2 separate regions of the Sus scrofa genome follow, and region 2 is linked to region 1. A link is a contact called in public Hi-C data. All regions are on one chromosome and are shown on one strand. Each heading gives the region's core, a stretch centred on a gene start, on an enhancer-like site or on the middle of the called end of the contact. The rest is flanking DNA. Distances are from core to core; before and after follow the strand shown.

Region 1 (5,022 bases), core at 1,147-3,646:
AGACATAAGAAGAAAGAGATTTGGAAGATTTCCAAATCTATCCATTCCTTCTTCTTATACCAAGGTCAGTCAGGACTCTTGCTGGAAACAGAAGAAACTAACTCTGGCAAAATGAAAAAAGAAAAGGACCCCCTCTCCCCCTACCCCCTCTCCCTCTCCCCTCCTCCATCCCCCTTCCCCCCCCCCACCTGGAGAGACACTGGGTAGCATACAGAATCAATACATAGGTTGCCAATGAAGGCTCTGCAAACAGGTAGGCGCCAAGGGAAGCTGGGCAGCCAGCACCACAGTCAAGGTCAGGGCATAGGACAGCTTGCCTAAACAACCCCTGTCTCAGGAGTTCCCACCGTGTTGCAGTGGGTTAAGAATCTGACCACAGTGGCTCTGGTCACTGCAGAGGCATGGGTTCAATACCAGACCCCTGCAGAAGGATCCGACATTGCCACAGCTGTGACATAGGTTTCAGCTGCGGCTCAGATTCAATCCCTGGCCCAGGAACTTCCATATGCCGGGGGTGCGGCCATAAAATAAAATTAATAAAAGTTTAAAAAGACCCCTAACTCTTCCACCCACTGCTAGGAGGCCTGCTCCTGCCCAGACACTGAGGCTGACTGTTCCTCCTCCAGACACTAGAGGCTGCTGCTGGCTCTGCGGCTGCCACTGCAGAAAGAAATGAATTCCCTGTCTTGGCTTCTCTGTGACTTGCTCCAGATTCAGAGCCCCCACTGGAGCTTCCCACTGGCAGAACGAATAGCTTTTGCTTTTCCTCTTGGAGCCGGGAAGTCTGGCAGAGCAAGGGTCAGGTTTTGTGGCGGGTAGTGGCCTGCCTCCTATCAAAGCCTACACAATGGGAATTCGCCATAGGCAGGCAGGAGGCTCAGGCTGTGAGCAGCCAGGCAACCTGGATAAATGCACAGCACCCTCTTCCCTCGTCTGCCCAGTGTAGCATTTCTGGGTCACCCAGCCTAAAACCCTCTCCTGGATTCACGTCATCATTATTACCAGGGCCAGTCATAATGCCAGAGAAGACCTGTTCTAAGACCTACTGTGTACCATGCTTCCTTTGACTTTCAAACGGCCCTAGGTGTTACCTGTATTTAGGGAGGAAAAACCAAGTCATCAGAGGTTTTCCCGTCACATAGTAGTACCAGGTTGCAAACTCAGATCTGTTTCCAAAGCCTTGGCGTTTCCCAGGGGGCTATACTGATGGACTGGTATCTTAGCAAGTCAGAGTTCGGTGAAGGCAGAGATTGGGCCACAGTCTTCTTTTTACATTCCGGCAGCATGTACAATACAGAAGATGCTCAATTAATACTCGTGGACTGGCCTGGATATGAAGCAGGAACCAGTTCTTCCTTTCTTTTTTTTTTTTTCCTATTTTCTTTTCTTGCGTTTTAGGACCGCACCTGCAGCATATGAAAATTCCCAGGCTAGGGGGTCTAATCAGAGCTACAGCTGCAGGCCTAAGCCACAGCCACAGCAACTCAGGATCCCAGCAGCATCTGCGACCGACACCACAGCTCACCGCAACGCCAGATCCTTAACCCACTGAGTGGGGCCAGGGATCGAACCTGTATCTTCATGGATACTAGTCGGATTTGCTTCTGCTGAGCCACAACAGGAACTCCGGGAGCCAGTTCTAGAAGGTTCTCTGACTTTCCCAGGCGGTCTGAACACAGAAATCACCTTAAGACAGAAGAGGTCTACTCAGCATCAGTTTAGAAAGAAAAACCTCAAATCTGGGGAATTTCCTTTTCCTTTTCAAAAAAGATTTTCCTTTTTCTCTTTAACTTCCACCTCTCCCAAATGTGTCAGAACTGTTAACATGTTCCCATCTGTTCATTATTTAATCATCCAATGATCGTCTGACCTCCACTACTGTCCTAATACTCCAGTGAGAAAAAAGTCATAACCTCTACTGCTTGGAATTTACATCCTCGTTGGGGATGTGAATATCAATCAAATAATCTAATAAATGCGAACTTGTAGCTCTGACCAGTGTGAGGACGGATGCCATGAGATTCTTTGCGAGACAGGTCTGACCTACTCCGGGAAGTTGGGCAGCCTCTTTTGAGGACCTGACGCTAGAGCAGGGATCTGAACAAGGGGGAGGACCTAGAAGGGGAGTCTGTGAGTCCCTGAGGTGCTGATTTCTTCCCGGTGAGTAACCACCCGCCCTCGAGCGTGTCTACAGGCAATGCGGCAGAAGAGCCAGGGGCTGGGGCTGGGAGGGGGTGCTCGTTTCTTGAGTGCGTCACGCCTGGAGGGAGCATTCGGCTGTCTCCCAGGTCCCATCTGGGGATGACGTTGTCCTGGTGCAAGCCCAAAATAGCTGGCTCCGCCCCCATCTCCCGGCAGCCCCTGCAGCAGCACTCCCCACCCCCACCCCCAGGTGACAGGCCGAGCCGGCCCCCTCTGGGTCTCTAGTAGTTTCCGTGCCGCTGACGCATGCTTGCGCGCACAGCTGGGCCGGCCGCGTCCTACGCAGCAGCCGCGAGCCGGGCAGCGGGTGCCAGACGGTTCCTGGCGGGGGGCAGGGGCGGGGCGCTGCTGGAGGCCAGGGACTCCCGGCGGAGGAGGTGCGGGCGGGGGGCCCCAGCACAGGCTAGGGGGGCCCTGGGCTGGGCAGCTGCAGTTCGAGGACTGAGATAGGGCGCCCCAGCTCTGGTCCCCGAGATAGCCCGCAGCACCGGCCTGCGGGAGCCGATAAGGGTGTCCGAGGGAGCCTAGTCACCATCCGCAAGCACAGCCCAGAGGGCTCCGCTGCCCCCGGGGTGGGGGTAGCAGGTGGCCTCCAGCCCCAAGGAGGGGCTCTCGGTTCTTTCGGCCTGACGCTTCCTTCTCTACCGCAGCCCCAAGGAGGCCAGCCTGACGACTAACGAGTTGCCATGGCATCCTACTACGAGATCCTAGACGTGCCGCGAAGTGCGACGGCTGATGACATCAAAAAGGCGTAAGTGCCTCTGCTGTGCATCAGAAAGCCACTCACCCGCCCCCCTTCACGCCCACCGCCCCCTTCCAACCCCATGGGCCATTTAGAGGCAGGGCCTAGGGAAGCAGTTCCTTAGACAGGACTGGGGAGAGGGGCTCCCTCAGAGAGTGACCCCTGTTGGGAGGAAGGAGATGCCTGGATCAGTAGGACAAAGTCCAAAGCATCACGTTCCCCTGAGAGCTGCCGTGTGGGTTCTTTTCCAGTGCGGCCTCCCCTCCCCACCCCCCTCCCCCCTCCCTTTTACTGCTACCTCAACCCCCAGCCTTTAGGTGTGGGTTTTCTCAGGATGCAGTGCAAAGATGCTCAAGCGCTGTGATTAGGAGGGACCACTGCCTGGTACTTTTCCTGGCCACAAGTACCCACATCCTTTGCAGCCCCAGCCCCAGTGAGCCCCAAAGAGAGGTTAGAGCCGGGACTTTCTCACTCCTAGGTTATCATCGGCTAATGCAAGTATGTATCCCTGGCACTGACTGCAGAGGGGAGAGATAGGGACTCCATTAAAACATTGCTGCAGAGGTAGCCCTACCAGCTGGGATCGACTGGGATCTGAGTGGTGAACAGGCTGTAGTGGGCTAACAGGAAATGGGTCATTTTGTTCCCTGGTGGCAAGTGCTTGCGTTTGTCCCCTGACCCTTCCTTTCTGAACCCACTTCCTGCAGGTATCGGAAGAAGGCTTTACAGTGGCACCCAGACAAGAACCCAGATAATAAAGAGTTTGCTGAGAAGAAGTTCAAGGAGGTGGCTGAGGCATACGAAGTGCTGTCGGACAGTAAGGGCCAGGGTCAGGGCAGGTGGCTCCCATCGTCCCCGCTTCATGCCCCATCACACTCCTTCCCAAGGCCGTGCTGCCATCACCCTAGTCTGCTCTGTGCCTTTTCAAACCTGGTATTTAAGTGTCCTCCTCTCACAGGGATTCCGGGATTTTTTCTCCCTTGGGATTTTTTTTTTTTCCAGAGGAACACCTACTGTGTGCCAAGCACCCTTTTATTCTTCCCCTGATCCTCTGTCTCAGTGTTGCTCCTCAGCACCTGGTAGTTGCAGCATGGGTCCTGACACGGGGAAGGAAGCAGGGCAGGTAACCAGGGTGTTCCCAGCCTCCTCTGTGCCAGGCATTGGTTGGTGTAGTCTCCATGAGTCCTCACAGCCATCCTGCAAGGCAGGATTTATCACCCCCATTTTTCAGGTAAGGTAGCTGAGGCTAAGAGAGGTGCTCAGGGCCACACGGAGCTGGAATAGGGCTCCAGGTCTTTTATTCAGTAATTCAAGAAATATCCACGGAGTACTTATGATGCCAGGCCCTTGTTGGGTACTGAGGAACAATGGAGGTCAGGTGGGCCCTGTCCTTGTCCTCATGGGTTCATCCAGTCTAGTCAAGGGAGACCTGCATTAACCAAGTAAATGCATGGACAAGGTTATTCCAAAGGAGCATAACAGGGTGATGTGATAGGGAACAGGGAATGGGCACTGGTTTTTGATGGTCGTCAGGGAAGGTCTCTCTGTGACATTCAGGCTAGGCCCTGATTAATAATAGCATAGAAGTGGAGTTCCCACTGTGGCATTGTGGGTTAGGAACCTGACTGCAGCAGCTCGGGTTGGGTTCAATCCCAGGCCGGTGCAGTGGGTTAAAGGATCTGCTGTGGCCACAGCTGTGATGTAGGTTGCAGCTGCTCCTTGGGTTCAATCCCTGGCCCAGGCAATTCCGTATGCCGTGGTGTAACCATAAAGTTAAAAACAAATAATAACATAGTAAGAATTAGCTAACTCTTAGGAGATGCTTACTGTGCATCAGGCACCATGCTAAGTGGTTGAGGTAGATATCTCATTTAATCCTTGCAACCATGCGGTGGGGGCTGTGACTGTGTCCATTTTACAGATGAGAAGGACCTGCTGAGTGAAGGACTGAGCTGCTGCTAAAACCTATAGCCTGTGTCCACTGTGCACCCTGCTGCCCCCCTAGTGTCGGTCTCTGGACAGATCTCGGAGGGGCCTAGCCTGGAAGGGGAGGCGGTCAACGCAGACGGAGGGAGAAA
Region 2 (5,022 bases), core at 1,178-3,677, 200 kb after region 1:
AGAGCACAGACCCCTGAGACAGACACACTGACACCTCTGCCAACAGACAGAGACTCCTCGAGGCGAAGTTACACCCACCACCACACGCTCCCTCGTGTGCAGAGACGGGAGAACTGACAAACATGCAATTACTCTGCCCCGCCTGCCACCCCCGCCCCTTCCTCCTCCTCCCCTTCCTTCCCTCTGGGCTCCCCTCCACCCCCCTGGCCGTCTCCGAACCACCCTCGGCTGGCTCCCGTCTGGAGGGAGCAGAGGCTTCGTCCTCCCCCAGCGCCCCCGTCCGGGGGGCTTGGAGGACAGGAGGGCAGGGTGGTGGTCCGAGGCTTGAACCTGGGGAAGCCGACACCCTCCCCACAAAGAAACCCTCCAAAACGCTGGTCCTTGTCACCCTGGACGTGATGAGTCTCCATCCCAGGGTGGGCTGGCTGGGCACCCTTGGCTGTTGTCAAGGTCCCCATGACACTCTCGAGGAGGCACTGCGTGTCCCGCACGTCCAAGTTCTAGACAGAGCTCAGCGGCTTCCAGGGCCGGCCCCTGCCACTCCCCTCCATCCCGCAGCAATCCACCTGTGCCCTCCCTCGGCAAGGCACCCCTCCACTTAGCTCTGCTACCCGGACTGGTACGGGGCTCCGTCAGTGGCAGAAAAGTCCCCTTCCTCGGCAGAGATGGTCAGGAATCCCTTCTCTCCCCCCTCTTTCCCAGGCGACGACCACCATTGGCCTCTGATTAAATCCTGCCCCCCCCTCCTTGGCTGGGTATCTTGCCCTCAACCCTCGCCTCCCTGCCTCCCCCCACCCCATGTCCCTGCCTCCCCCGCCCCTGCCCCTCGGAGCTTTAATCCCTCCTGCTGCTGTGCCGCCTTATCTGCTCCCAGCAGCTTTTGCTGCTGCAAAGCCCTCTCCCCCTCCTTCCCTGGATCTTCTTCCCCCCTCCTCCCCCCAGCTCTCTCTTCGCTCCGACCAGCACCCCCCCATCTCTGCCTCTCAGGCCCCCGTGATGACTCCTGGCTGACACCGGATCTGTACCCCAATGCCCTTTGCCCTCTCCAGCCTCAGCCCCGATGTGGCCACCTGCCCACCACGTCCACATTGGCCTCTTCCCATCCCAACCCTCCCCCACAGCCCCACAGACTTGGTCCCACTTCTGACCAGCTGAGATTTTTCATCTTCCTTCCTTCCCCTTTCTCCCTTTCACAGCCTCCCTCCCCAGTGTCTCCAGCTGCCCCTCGATCTTGGACCTGGTCCCCTTCAATATTAGTGACCCACCGCCTCGGCTTGGGCATCCCTGAAACGAGACGCAGGGTCGTGAGTACCAGCCACAGGAAAGGGGTCAGGGCTGTGCTGGCCCCGCCCCAGGACCGGGCTGGGGGCGCAGAGTGTGGGCGGGCGGTGGGGGCAGGGCCTGGCGGCAGGACGCTAACCCTCTTCAGTTGCCTCAGATCACGTCCAGGCCTCCCCACCCCCTTCCCTGGGACTCTCATTAACCGCTTCTCCTGCCTCGTCCGCGGCATAAATAACCCAGATAAATCAGCCGCCGTCCGCCCCCCGCCCCTCGGCCCCCGCACAGCCCGTTTGTCACCGCTGCTCGCTCACCAGCCTGGCCTGGCCCAGTCCCGGCCTCCGCCCCCCCATCCGTGTCCCTTCCACCCACTTCTGTCCCACACTGGCTCACGCCTTGTTCCGCACCAGAGCCAGGCCTGGGACAGGTGTCTGGGCTGGGGCGGGTGGCCAGGGGGTGTACTCTGGGAACAGGGGCGGCTGGGGACTCTCCCTAGGAAAATGCTATCTAAGAGATGGGGGGTGGGTCGCGTCACTGACAAATGGGGCCACCCAGGCAAGAAGTCTGAGTCTCACAAAAGCTGGGAAGGGGCAAATGCTGCTCAGCTTGGGGGTCCCTGCCCGGCAAAGAGGTAACCCAAGAGCTTGGGTGCTGGATTGGCCTTGGAGGCTCCTTTGAACCGCTCCCCCCACCCCCCAGCTGGATTCCAGGCGGTCTCCGAAACTACCTATTGGAGCAATTTGTGCAAATAAAACCTCCATGCCCCCTGCCAGGTGCTCCTGCCCTTCCTCCCCTCTGCCCTCCCCCATTCCCCCTGCCCTGCCCTATCGGCTCTACAGATGCCACTGAATCTCTACTTCTCAGTCTGTCCACCATTTTTGCTGTCAGGGAGCTGGTTCTGCCCCCTGGGGGGTGAAGGACTGGACTGGTAACAAACCTGGGGAATGTGGACAACTGGAGGACAGAGGGTTCCCCCCACCACCACCGAGCCTGCACCCTGATTCCCACCCCCGGAGTCCTTGGCAGCCCCTCCTCCTTTGCTCACACCCCACTCGGGTCCTCGCCAGCCACACTTGGCCCTGATGCTCACTGCAGGGGGCAGCTGGTCCCTTGGGAGTGGGTGGGGGAGCGGGGAAGAGCTGGGGGAGCTGGGGCGCAGGGCTGGGGGTGGGGGTGGGGAAGAAGCTGGGCTGGGCCCCAGGGACCAGCTGGGCAATGAGCCGGGGAAGCAGCCGGGAGGCTAAATGAGGGAGATTATCACCCAACTGCAGCCGGGCAGAGAGGGAGGCAGGCAGGGAAGCGCGGAGAGGGCGGGGAGAAAGGACGGGGGCCAGAGGGGAAGGGGGTGTAAAGGGATGGGAGGGGGGGTGCACGAACACAGAAGAGGCCTGGAGGAGTCGGGGGCGGGGGGCAAGGGATGGACTCAAAGGACTTGTGGTTGGTTGGTGGGGGACTCCCGCTGGAGTCTGGGAGACTGTATGATGGGGACAATTGGAAGCAGCTGGCTGTGGGGCAGTGGGGGGCGGTGCATGCAGCTAACTGCTGTTCCACTTCCCAGTGGCCTGGAACTCCCCTCGCCACCGGCTCCCCAGCTCTCCCCAGCTCCCATGCTGGATTACAGCTCCCATTCCTTCTAGAGGCTGAAGGCTCCCTGACATGCCCTCGGGAGGGAGGAGGGTGTGCTTTGGGCTCATGATGGAGGTCAGGTTGGGGAGTATGACCTGGTGATCTCACTGGATGGCAGGACAATCTAGGGACACACAGAGTCCTGAGCAGCAACCAGTGCTAGGGAGAGCTTAGGGGGCGGCTCCCCGCTTCCTTGGCAGAGTCCCAGACTGAAGTAACCTTAAAAAAGCAATTAAATCACCTTTTAAAAAAACCCAGTAAAGAAAAATCAATAACAGGAGAAAGGGGAAGAGAGAGGCTGGGGAGGTAAGGAGGTGGGGAAGGAAGCGCTGGAAGGGTCTGGTGGTCTAGCAGGGAGGGGGGAAACATGGGGGGGCTGCCTGGGTAGGAGGCAGCGAGATGGGGACTGTCTGGGGTCATGTGGAGACTCCCAACTGCAAACTCAGCAGCTGCTCTCAGTGCCAACCCCTTTCTCCTCTGGGACACCGCCAGCTGCAGCCCCTGACCCCAGGGGTCTTATCTCCACAGTCTGGGGGGCTGGCTTTGGGGGAAGCCCAGCCAAGGAAGCTACTTTGAAAAGAGAGGCTGGGGACAACCCCCACCCTGGATGCCAACCAGGCCTGGGGTTGGGGTGCTGTGTGTGGGTGGGCTCCATGCTGGGATGACTTGTGAAGGACGGGGCCTGACCTGGCCTTGCAACCAAGGGCGAACAGCGTGGTCCCCTGCCCCCCAGGGGAGCCAACCCCAGGCCAGGCAGGGGCTGCGACTGGCAGGGCAGGGCTGCCGCAGGGGAGGGGTGGCCGCTGGGCAGCGGGTGGACCTCGGGCTCTAATCCCCAGCAGCTGCCGTTTCCCTCAGATCGATTCCCTTCTCACTTTTTTTTCAGCTGCTGGTTCCGCGGCTCGGATCGATGGAGCCGCCTCCCCCGCCCCTCTGAGCTTCCTCTCCCTGCTGCTCATTAGCGCCCCGATTAATCAGCCCCCCCTTTCCTCTAGGGGACAAGTGCTTCCTCTCCTGAGAGGGCTCAAGCACTCACACGCCTCCCCCACCCCCAGAGCACTAGCTGCTCACTGCGACCACCCCCAACCCGGGGGCACCCAGGCATCATCTCCCAGCTGGCCACCAGGGGCCCCACCACAGCCTGTGACAACAGTCCACATGCCCGCGTCTCCTCTGCAAGCCAGCAGCCACCCAGGGCTCCCCTGCCCGTCTCTGCCAGGCACCCCCTGCTTGTTTCTTTAGGGTTGCATTCCCTCCTGTTCAAAGCCAACACATCTCTACTCCTCCAATACCCTGTCTGGGCTTTCTCACCTCCATCATCCCTGCTCTCTGCTCCCGGGCTGTCCACCCACCCTCCCCCACCCCACCCCCCCATAACCTGGCCTGGCCTCGGATTTAGGAAACATCGGGGAGGGCAAAGTGGCCGCAGATGTGTGAGTCAGCAGGGGTGCTCTCTGTTCCAGACAAATGAGAGACTGAGTCTGGGGCTGGGGGTGAAGTGGGGAGAGGGCGAGGCCAGAGGGGGTAGGGGTCTGATGGGTATTAAGTCGGGAGCAAAGCTCTAGGGGAGCCAAGTATTTCAGTGGAGCCACCATTGTCCCCTTGCCTGTCCTGCCTGCCCTCCTCTGTCCTCCCCTCCCCTCCCTCATTCAAACAAGTGGCTCTCCCAAGGAGTTTCTGGAAGCAGCCGTGACTGGGGTAGTGGGGTCAGGTGGTGGCTGGGCTCGAGTCAGGAATCCAGGAATCCGGGAGACCAGGAGGTGGGAGATGGAGCTGGCTGACCCCTCCTGGGGCGTGGTCCAGAAAAGTGGCAGAACGAGCCGAGAACGCTGGGTGCAGCCCTCTTCCCTGCGTGGCCTGGGAGTGGGGACGGGTGGGGAACCCCACGAGCAACTGGGGTATAGCAAGAGTTTGGGGGGCGGCCCGACGAGGTCTGGGCAGGGACAGGGGATCCCTGTCCTAGGCTGGGGGCTGCCCCCTCCCCTTGGCCTGGCTCCTGCCGCCCATGCTGCCGGTGAAACGCTGTTGACATGTCCTGAATTATTAAGCATGGGGTGGGCTCCGGAGCACATGCTGAGCGGAGCGGCTGGGGCTGCGCGGCGTGGCGGAGCAGCGCTC

What was found. Hi-C and Micro-C count contacts between places; a contact is called where the count stands out from the background.
Region 2: a Hi-C map of fetal liver shows a contact between it and region 1, with 2.2 times the contacts expected there. The contact joins the promoter of ASIC4 here to the promoter of DNAJB2 in region 1. A contact is called at or near these places in 1 of 5 promoter capture datasets (fetal liver) and 2 of 47 Hi-C or Micro-C datasets (embryonic fibroblasts and fetal liver).

What each region holds. Positions count from the first base shown.
Region 1 is chr15:121,317,523-121,322,544 of Sscrofa11.1, forward strand. DNAJB2 (dnaJ homolog subfamily B member 2) reads left to right here and starts at 2,397. Exons shown (of 11, transcript XM_021074972.1): 1 at 2,397-2,579; 2 at 2,853-2,953; 3 at 3,652-3,761. The coding sequence starts at 2,889.
Region 2 is chr15:121,517,576-121,522,597 of Sscrofa11.1, forward strand. It overlaps ASIC4 (acid-sensing ion channel 4), which reads left to right and starts at 2,428. Exons shown (of 14, transcript XM_021076308.1): 1 at 2,428-5,022. The coding sequence starts at 4,672.